2 separate regions of the Mus musculus genome follow, and region 2 is linked to region 1. A link is a contact called in public HiChIP or PLAC-seq data. All regions are on one chromosome and are shown on one strand. The core of a region is the stretch at or near the end of the contact, and the rest is flanking DNA. Distances in the headings are between cores, read along the strand shown.

Region 1 (4,298 bases), core at 775-3,274:
AGGCTGAAATAGGGGGATCTTTTGGCCCTGGGGGTTCAGGGACAGTCAGTAACACAAGGCCAGTCTGAATAAAGTCCCTAGTGCAGTCAAAGGAGAAAGGCCCGGTAAGGCCAGCATGGGTTTCTAAGCCAAATTTGGTTGCGCGTGCTGCAGACTAGGTTAGCATCAGCCGTTCCGACAGTGGCCTGGCAGTCACAGGCACTCTCTTCTCAAGGATGCATGCATATCCTGACTCACACATGGCTCCCTTATTTATTTTTATTTTGTGTGTCCTGTGTCTTCACATGTCAGCTCCAAGAGAGCAGGGCCTGGCTTGGTGTGCTCTACTCCCAATGCACAGGGCCCAACACCTCACCTGTGACAAGCTGCGGCGGATCAGGGATTGGCTGTTGAATGACTAAATGACTGCATCTCAGAGGCCACATCTGCTGAATGGTGATCCTGCTGATGGAACTGAGGGGCTGTGACATCAGGCCCTTGACATTCACAGTCTCCTGTGAGAGACCTGACTGCCTCACAACCTCAGAATAAGTCCCACTTCTGTAGATAAGACAACATGGAAACTTAGGGGTCAGTGCTGAGAACCACGGGGCTAACAATGAGCAGAGCTGGAATTTACGTTTCGTTTCTGCATATCTATAGTCTGGAAGCACTCACAAGCTTGTCAGAATCCTCTCTAACACAGATGCAAAGAACAGGACTTTACTCCCTAGTGCCAATTTAGATATGCCAGCAGATCCAAGACCATTGCCTATTGGCAACTATCCCCCTCCCTCTTCCCCCTCCTCCTTCCCCTCCCCTCCCACTCTCCTTTTCTCTTTTCTTTTCTCTTTCCTCTTTTTTCTTTTCTCTTCTCTTCTCTTCTTTTCTTTTTCTTTTCTTTCTTTCTTTTTTTTTTTTTTTGAGACAGGGTCTCACTATGTGGCCCTAGCTGGCCTAGAACTAGCTGTATAGACCAGGCTGGCCTCTGTATCACAGAGATCTACCTGCCTTTGCCTCTCTAGTGATGAGATTAAAGATGTGCACTACCACCCAGGGCTATTTATTGGATTTTTGTGGTAGGGTCCCATATGATTTAGGTGGGCCTGAAACTCACTGTGTAGTTGATGACTCCCTGCCTCCACCTTGTAAGCGCGCTACAGAGCTGGGGACAGGGTCTCTCTGACGTAGCTTAGGCTAGACTTAAATCCTAGGGCCTCCTTCCTCACCTCAGCCTCCGGAGTGCTGGGATCTCGGGTTCATGCTTGCCTAACAGAATACAAATATCGTTATACTGTACTGCACAGGAGATCACAACCAGCAAAACGTTTGCATGTGCTCAATATAGAAGCCATTTTCCAACTAACCCACTCCACCTGTGTCTGGCTAAACTGGAGATATGGAGTGCCCACGAACCTGCTGCCAGCACGACCTCCAGACATTAGCTAGTCCTTGCAGGACAGTGGTGTTCGTTCCCATAAATGGGGCTATAAGACTGGGTGGTGCTGGCGTACACCTGTGAACTCATCACTTGGGAGACAGAGACAGAAAGATCTCTGTGAGTTTAAAGCCACCTTGGTCTACAGAGCAAGTTCCAGGACAGCAGAGCTACATGAAGAAGCTCTGTCTCGGAAAAACCAAAGCAAAACGAGGTGTGAGACATCCCTCATGAATGGGATAGATTGAAGATTGCTGCCTGGGGATGCCGGCTCACTCCTGTACTTCCATCGCTGGGAAGCCTGTTTTATTTTGTTTTGTTTTTTAGAGACAGGGTTTCTCTGTATAGCCTTGGCTGTCCTGGAACTCACTTTGTGTAGACCAGACTGGCCTTGAACTCAGAAATCCGCCTGCCTCTGCCTCCCAAGTGCTGGGATTAAAGGCGTGCGCCACCACGCCCGGCTTCATCGCTGGAAAGTCTGAAGCAGCAGGGTCCACATACAACCTGGGCTACAGAGTAAGCCCAGGCTTACCCAGAATACATAGCAAAATGCCATTTCAAAAATAAGATAACTTAACAAGACTAGAATAATATTACTGCCGTGAACATAAAAGGCTTCCTCTTTCATGTTACAAAATGGTGGGGGAAGATAAAAATGGCACAGAAGATTTCAACAAAACTTTCTCAGTTTGTTTGAGTTTTGCTTAGAATGCAAGAAGGAAGGAACTCTGAGTTGTTGGGGTTTGTTGTTGTTGTTGTTGTTGTTTCGTGACTTTAAAAAACATTTTTTTTTAAAATGGAGTTTCTCTTTTTAGTCCTGGCTGTCCTGAAACTCACTCTGTAGACCAGGCTGGCTTCTCAAACTCGACAGTTTTTCCTGCCTCTGCCTCCCAAGTGCCACACCCAGTTGCGTATTTGAGAGCCATTAACCCGAAAGACCGGAGAGGAAGTCGTCCCCGCCCCCCGCCCCCCCCCCCCCCCCACTTCTCCCGCTCTGCAGCAGAACTGCTCTGTGAGCCTGCTCTCTTTCTGCTTGTAAATCCACTTTATCTGCTGACTTGGAGCCACAGGACAGGGAAATGGCGTCTAAAAGTGACTTGGAATTCTGGGGACATTCTTGGCTGAGACACCCAATCACAGGATCAGCCAGCCCCGGGCCAGATTGTGAAAGAAGCTACGTGTCTCAGGGCGCCTCCATTCCTGAACCCCCACCTGCCCTTTCAACATCTGCTTCCGCCCCAGGCACCAACAGTCACGAGATTCCTAAAGTCACCTTTCCCAGCACACTGAAGTCAGGCTTACAAAGGTAAGAGACTTGCCAAAAGTGGGCTCAGCCCTGCTTTGAAAGTCTTTATGGAATAGTCAGAGAGAGACAGGGAATTACTGAGACGCCAGAGAGGGTGTCTCTAAAATGCCTTCAAAGGAAAGGCCATGCCAGACGTGGTTGTGTTTGCCTGTTATCCCAGCACCTGGGGCACAGGAGAATCAGGAGCCCAGGTCAGTCTCAGCTACATAGCTACTCTGAGGTCAGCCTACGCTACATGAGACCCTGCCAGAGCAATACAGAGGGATGGAGAAAGAACGGAAGGGACGGGAAAAGGAAAGAGAGAAGACCAGGGGACATTTTCAGTGTCTCAGCACCTCTGTATGACACAACTAGCCTCCATCTTCTTCAAAATCAAGTACTCCAACTGGGTGCTTTGCAGGCACCATACACAAATGTATGGAAGGAACAAAGGACAGGCAGGGTGAGACTCACTGAGAATGGACCCATGAAGAAACAGACAAAGTTCCTCCCTCTCCTTTTCTCCATTTCTGCTTACATGATGGACGTGGGAGAGAGACGAGGGTGTCTAGGAGAACCCGTCAAGTTTTATATTACACTACATTGTAGTTTATATTATAAAGGGTCAATAAATATTTTTTAAATAAACAGAAAGCAGGTAAATGAATCAGGAACTCATAACAGCCATTGCAACTTGAGGTGGATGCAGCCTTAGGATGCCCACTGAGCAGAGATGCTGAAGGAGCCTCCGCGGGTCACGGGAAGGGGACCGAGGCAGCTGGGCATTCCAAGTCAGGACCCCCAAGCTCTAGGGATGGCATCAGGTGGTTTTTTGTCAGTTTGCATTTACTGTTCTTTCCCTGGTGTTGACTGTATTTTATTTATTTCTATTTGGTAATTTACTTACCTTTGAAGTGTCCTATCCACTGCCACCTCTTCCAGGATATTTTATGTCTTAAGTAGGTGGGCCACTGCTACTCCTGTTACACTCCCACAATGTTCAATCCCGACCTTACTAGAAGCCCTTAGTACTGTCCCTTGACGTCGGGCAGCGCTTAGGATGTAACCACCACGTGCCTGCTGCACGCTAGGCAAGTGCTCTGCCGCTAAGCTGCATCCCTATTCTCCATCCAAGAGAGCTGTCTTTACCCCTAGGAGTAGCAAATTGTAATAGGTTAAATGCCTGGGTCTCAGGCCATCAGCTAAGTTTAGAAGGCTCACTATGAGGGGTGCAGTTTCCTTGTTCCTTCATCGTCTCCTTCAAAATAAGATTTTAAATTGTAGTGACAGTAGATTTCTTTTTTAAGGCGGAATCCCCATGTGTAGCCCTGGCTGACCTGGTACTCATTATGTAGACCAAGATGGCCTCAAGTTTATAGTGAGCCTCGGGCCTTTGCTCCCATGATGCGGAGCTTATGGGTGTGCACCATAATGACCGACCCAACTCCCAACATCCTGATCATCCTACGGGAAGGGGCATCTTGCTCGAGTGTAGTCAACAAATATTTCTCAGTCAGGAAAGGAATGAGTTGGCCACCAACAGTTCAGGTGCTTGCATGGAAACTATTTTGGATCAGGGCCCCCCCTGAGCTGCCT
Region 2 (4,298 bases), core at 758-3,257, 1.2 Mb before region 1:
CATTGAGTGTGATGCTCTTTGCAGTGAGGGTCTTTCTGAATGAAATCTGCATCTTGGCTGTGGTTTCACTGCAGATGGTGGGTGTAGAAGGAAAACCAGCCAGGGCCCAGGGAGTTTCAAGGTCAGAAGCCTTTAACTTTCAAGGTATTTTAGTTGATAATAAATGTTTTTAACATTTATTGAAACAAGAGATTCCTATGTTCAAGCCCGCTCTTTGCTTATATTCTAGGCTAGAGTAATCTAGGTTACCTTGGGCTTCCTAGAGAAACATTGTCTCTAAAGGTTTGCATTTATAGAGCACATTGTACCATGCATTATGGGGAATGCTGCATAGTCAGCCTATTGATTACTCATAAACTGCCAGGACTAGTGATAGTGTACACTTGTAATCCCAGCATTTGAGAAGCCGAGGTACGAGAATTGCCATGAGTTCGAGGCCAGCCTAGGATACATAATGAATACCCACCCAGCCAAGGCCTCCAGAGCAGGATCCATCTCAATAAACGACAACAGTAACAACAAACAGTAATTCTAAGAGAGGCTGTGATCTCCATGGAAACAGATGCTTTTCCATCAGCAGACGTTCCCTGTGCAGATGACCTAGCTAAGCCATGAACTCCTGAGGAAAACCCTGGCTGCACATCTGGGAATCATCTGAGAGCTTTGAACTTGTGTCACTGCTGAGGTCCAAGCCAGTGAGCCAGCATGTTCCAGGCCGGAGTGTTGTAGACTATCTGTATTTTCTTTTTCCCAAGTAATACTGTCCGGTAGCTAAGATCAACATTTGTCTCCCAGAAATAACTGATTTCTTTCTTTCTTTCTTTCTTTCTTTCTTTCTTTCTTTCTTTCTTTCTTTCTTTCTTTCTTTCTTTCTTTCTTTCTTTCTTTCTCTTTCTCTCTCTCTCTCTCTCTCTCTCTCTCTCTCTCTCTCTCTCTCTCCCCCTCCCTCCCTCCCTCCCTCCCTCCCTTCCTTCCTTCCTTCCTTTCTTCCTTTCTTTTTCTAGACAGGGTTTCTCTGGATATCCCTGGCTGTCCTGGAACTCACTTTGTAGACCAGGCTGGCCTTGAACTCAGAAATCGCCTGCCTCTGCCTCCCAAGTGCTGAGATTAAAGGTGTGCGCCACCACCGCCTAGCTTTGATTTCTTACAAGTCTAGATTATGTATCCCCCTGACTCTCCCTCCACAAAGCAAGAGTTGTGTGGTACCCTTTGAAACCTTCCTGTAAAAATGTTGCTGGGTCAGCTCTTTGCTTGGGTGGCTGGTGGTGGTGGGGATTTAATTAACTTTTTTAAGTTCCAAAAATGAACACTAGATGGCAGACAACTCACAGGGAATCGTGGTATTGTTCCAGCATGCTTATTTCTGCTCTGTTTTATATCTCATTCAAATAATAACAAGCCAACCTTTGACATTAATACAGTATTCAAGCCAGTAGTGCTGGTGGGTATAGTGCTGGTGGTATGGGTGCCTAGCAAATGTCAGGCCCTGAGTTTGATCCTCCATCCCTGTAAAATTAATTTTTTTTTAAGATTTATTTATTTATTATATGTAAGTAAGTACACTGTATCTGTCTTCAGACACTCCAGAAGAGGGGGTCAGATCTTGTTACAGATGGTTGTGAGCCACCATGTGGTTGCTGGGATTTGAACTCTGGACCTTCGGAAGAACAGTCGGGTGCTCTTACCCACTGAGCCATCTCACCAGCCCCTAAATTAAATTTTAAAAAATAAATAACACAAGGGAAATCTTTCTGAATTGTGCTCACATTCCCTTAACCAGAGCTGGGGTACCCATATATGTGATTCATTTTTTAAGGTAGTTAATTTTTCATGAACATATGCAAAATACAATAGCTGTCCTTTGTTATCGTATTGAGAATAGTTTCCCCATTAATATATTTTAATATCCCTCCAAAGTAATCGACCCACTTTGGAAAGATTTACAGGGCTAGCTTTCTTTTCTTGGGCCGTTTGTGGCAGCCCCAGCAGTATACAGCAGAGGGCGCTAGTGCACCATGCTCCACCACTTCATGGAAGAATGAGGTGGTGAACACAAAGAATTATACTAAAGAATACTGGAGTAACATCATCATCACTTCTCTGGTCTCATAACATCCAGGCACCCCAGGTCCCACACCGCCAGATGGCTGCAGCTTGCAGAGCCACCCTAGCTGTCGTCAGGGCAGGCAGGCTGTGCAGTGCATCGGGTAGAGTGGGGGTGGGGGTGGGGTAGCAGCAGTGGGGGTGGTGCCTGTGGCTCTTCTACAAGCAGGGGAAGAGCTCTCCTTCCGTGTTTCTTTACTGTCTTCTGTTTTCACATCATACATCAAAATGATCTCTCATGAGGAAGGGCAAGGTCCCCCGTTCTCCTAAAATACAGTCTAAACTTACTAATGTGGACTGCACGGCCATTGAAGATGGTACCTGCACCAGACAGAGGTGGGCTGGATGCTTTTAACCTCAGCAATATACCTTATTTTCTCTTGTAAGCTGTGTTTGGACTTATTTTTATTTTGTTAATTCTAACCTTCACTTTTCATTGTGAGCCCCACCTGAACTCATATTCTACTGACATTCCCGTGTCTAACTTCTGCTTACACATTTTATCTTAGTTTACCTGTTACTTCTTCCAGGAAGCATCACTTCTTCCTCTGAGAGGTCTGCCTTTCTCTGTCAGTTGTAGACTATGTGCTGAGCCCTCACAAGGCCCTGGGTTCAATCCCCGGAAGCCAGAAGAACACTCAAACATGGTGAGGTATGTGTGTAATTCCAGCTGTGAGGAGGTATGCTACATCCACTCCAATAGTGACAAGCCTGGGTGCTGTCCCGAGGCGAAAAGTTCACAGAAACTTAGTCTCCTGGAACCGTGGCATCCTGTATAACGAATGCTCCAATGTCCTTGCTTTAGTTGGTAAATGGATCTGTGTGCTTTCCCTTAATATTGCTTAATTACAAGTGCTCCTAAGGATTGATATTTTGACATATAGCTAAGTTAGATTCTAGGCAGTCCTTGATCCGACCTTGGGCATGAATAGCTAAGTCACTGCCCTACACAGAAATTTACCATTATCTAGGAAGATGGAAGTTTGTGACCTAAAGAGGAACCAGAGTAGATACTTAGAACTATAGATAGCTGAGTTACACCCATACACAGGTATTTACAATGGCCTAGGGGGAAGGTGGACTATACAATAGACTAGAGTAGGAACTATGGCAAGGGCACGAAGCCCTTGCCCCTGGCTTCTAAGATTAAGCTGACCTTAGGTGGGGCTGCCTTTGATTCCCAGTTGTTGACATTGAATTTTATCCCAGTTGGTTCCTGCCAGTCCTTCCCTGTTTGCATTCCTCTGTTTTGTGTAAGAATCCAGTAACCTCTTTGTACCTTGTTGGTGTGTCACCTAACTTCCCTATTTTCTTCTGTATAAAAAGTTTGATGCTGGATTTGACAAATTACATTCAGATCCAGCACACTCTCTCGTTCTGTGTCTGTCTGTCAATTCCCGCCGACTCTATGCCCGTCTGTCTGAACCCCTGATTCCCACGAATTGAGGGGGGCCTACTGGGCCCGGTCGGTGGCAGAGGTCGAGGCAGGAGGAGCAGGGAGTCAGGGTTATTCTTTATCGTATGTGTATGTAGCAAGTGTGGGGTCACCTGGGATATAGGAAACCCTGTCTTAGAAAAAGAAAGAGCTGGGTGTGGTGGGAGGCAGAGGCAGGTGGATTTCTGAGTTTGAGGCCAGAGTGAGTTCCAGGACATCCAAGGGTACACAGAGAAACCCTGTCTCGGAAAAAAAACCAAAAAACAAAAAAAGGAAGGAAGGAAGGGAGAAAGAAGTACAGAAGCCCATGTATAGCGCTTCTGGCACTGCAATTCTGATTGTCTCTGATTTGTGACTGTTTACACATTGCCACAGTTGCTTATTTGCATTCTCGTTATCTAAACACAGTTCTTGGAAAACACCAAAACTCTCAGTGTTTGTTGACTAGGAAGGGCTTCAGCCTTTAATGGTATCTCTTATGCCTTCTAAGACTTGAGATCAGAAATTTTAAGCATGCCAGCAAACTTGTTTGCTTAGAATTCCAAATTGTCCCTCTCCCAGAAACACTAAGACCATGATGCCATTTAGTGCTCTATATGTAAAAACTCCAAAGCCAACAAAGCCTTATGGGAACCTCCAGAGCCTTGCAGATCACTTCAGCTTCAAAGTGAGAGGCAGGAGATGTAAAGATGATAACAATCTCTCTCTTCTGCTACAAAACTGAAGCACACTATGTGACTGTGTAACATTCATGGATACT

The links. HiChIP or PLAC-seq counts read pairs in DNA pulled down with a chosen protein or histone mark.
Region 2: a contact with region 1 is called in an H3K27ac HiChIP or PLAC-seq map of embryonic stem cells, with 17 times the contacts expected there. The contact joins two enhancer-like sites. A contact is called at or near these places in 7 of 39 promoter capture datasets (the 3T3-L1 cell line, the C10 cell line, embryonic stem cells and 3 more), 2 of 15 datasets of contacts at CTCF or cohesin (embryonic stem cells and large pre-B cells), 3 of 484 Hi-C or Micro-C datasets (B cells, the N1E-115 cell line and embryonic stem cells), 2 of 115 datasets of contacts at active chromatin or transcription factors (both in embryonic stem cells) and 1 of 9 other capture datasets (embryonic stem cells).

Annotation. Positions count from the first base shown.
Region 1 is chr3:9,080,562-9,084,859 of GRCm38.p6, reverse strand. No RefSeq gene overlaps it. Among named protein-coding and RNA genes, the nearest start is that of 4930539M17Rik, 21 kb to the right of the region's middle. Within about 2 kb of position 2,024, at least 15 of the 459 cell types and tissues checked have an H3K27ac peak or open chromatin away from gene starts, as enhancers often do. A contact at or near this core is called in embryonic stem cells, where this site is marked.
Region 2 is chr3:10,304,805-10,309,102 of GRCm38.p6, reverse strand. No RefSeq gene overlaps it. Among named protein-coding and RNA genes, the nearest start is that of A930014E01Rik, 9.0 kb to the right of the region's middle. Within about 2 kb of position 2,007, at least 31 of the 459 cell types and tissues checked have an H3K27ac peak or open chromatin away from gene starts, as enhancers often do. A contact at or near this core is called in embryonic stem cells, where this site is marked.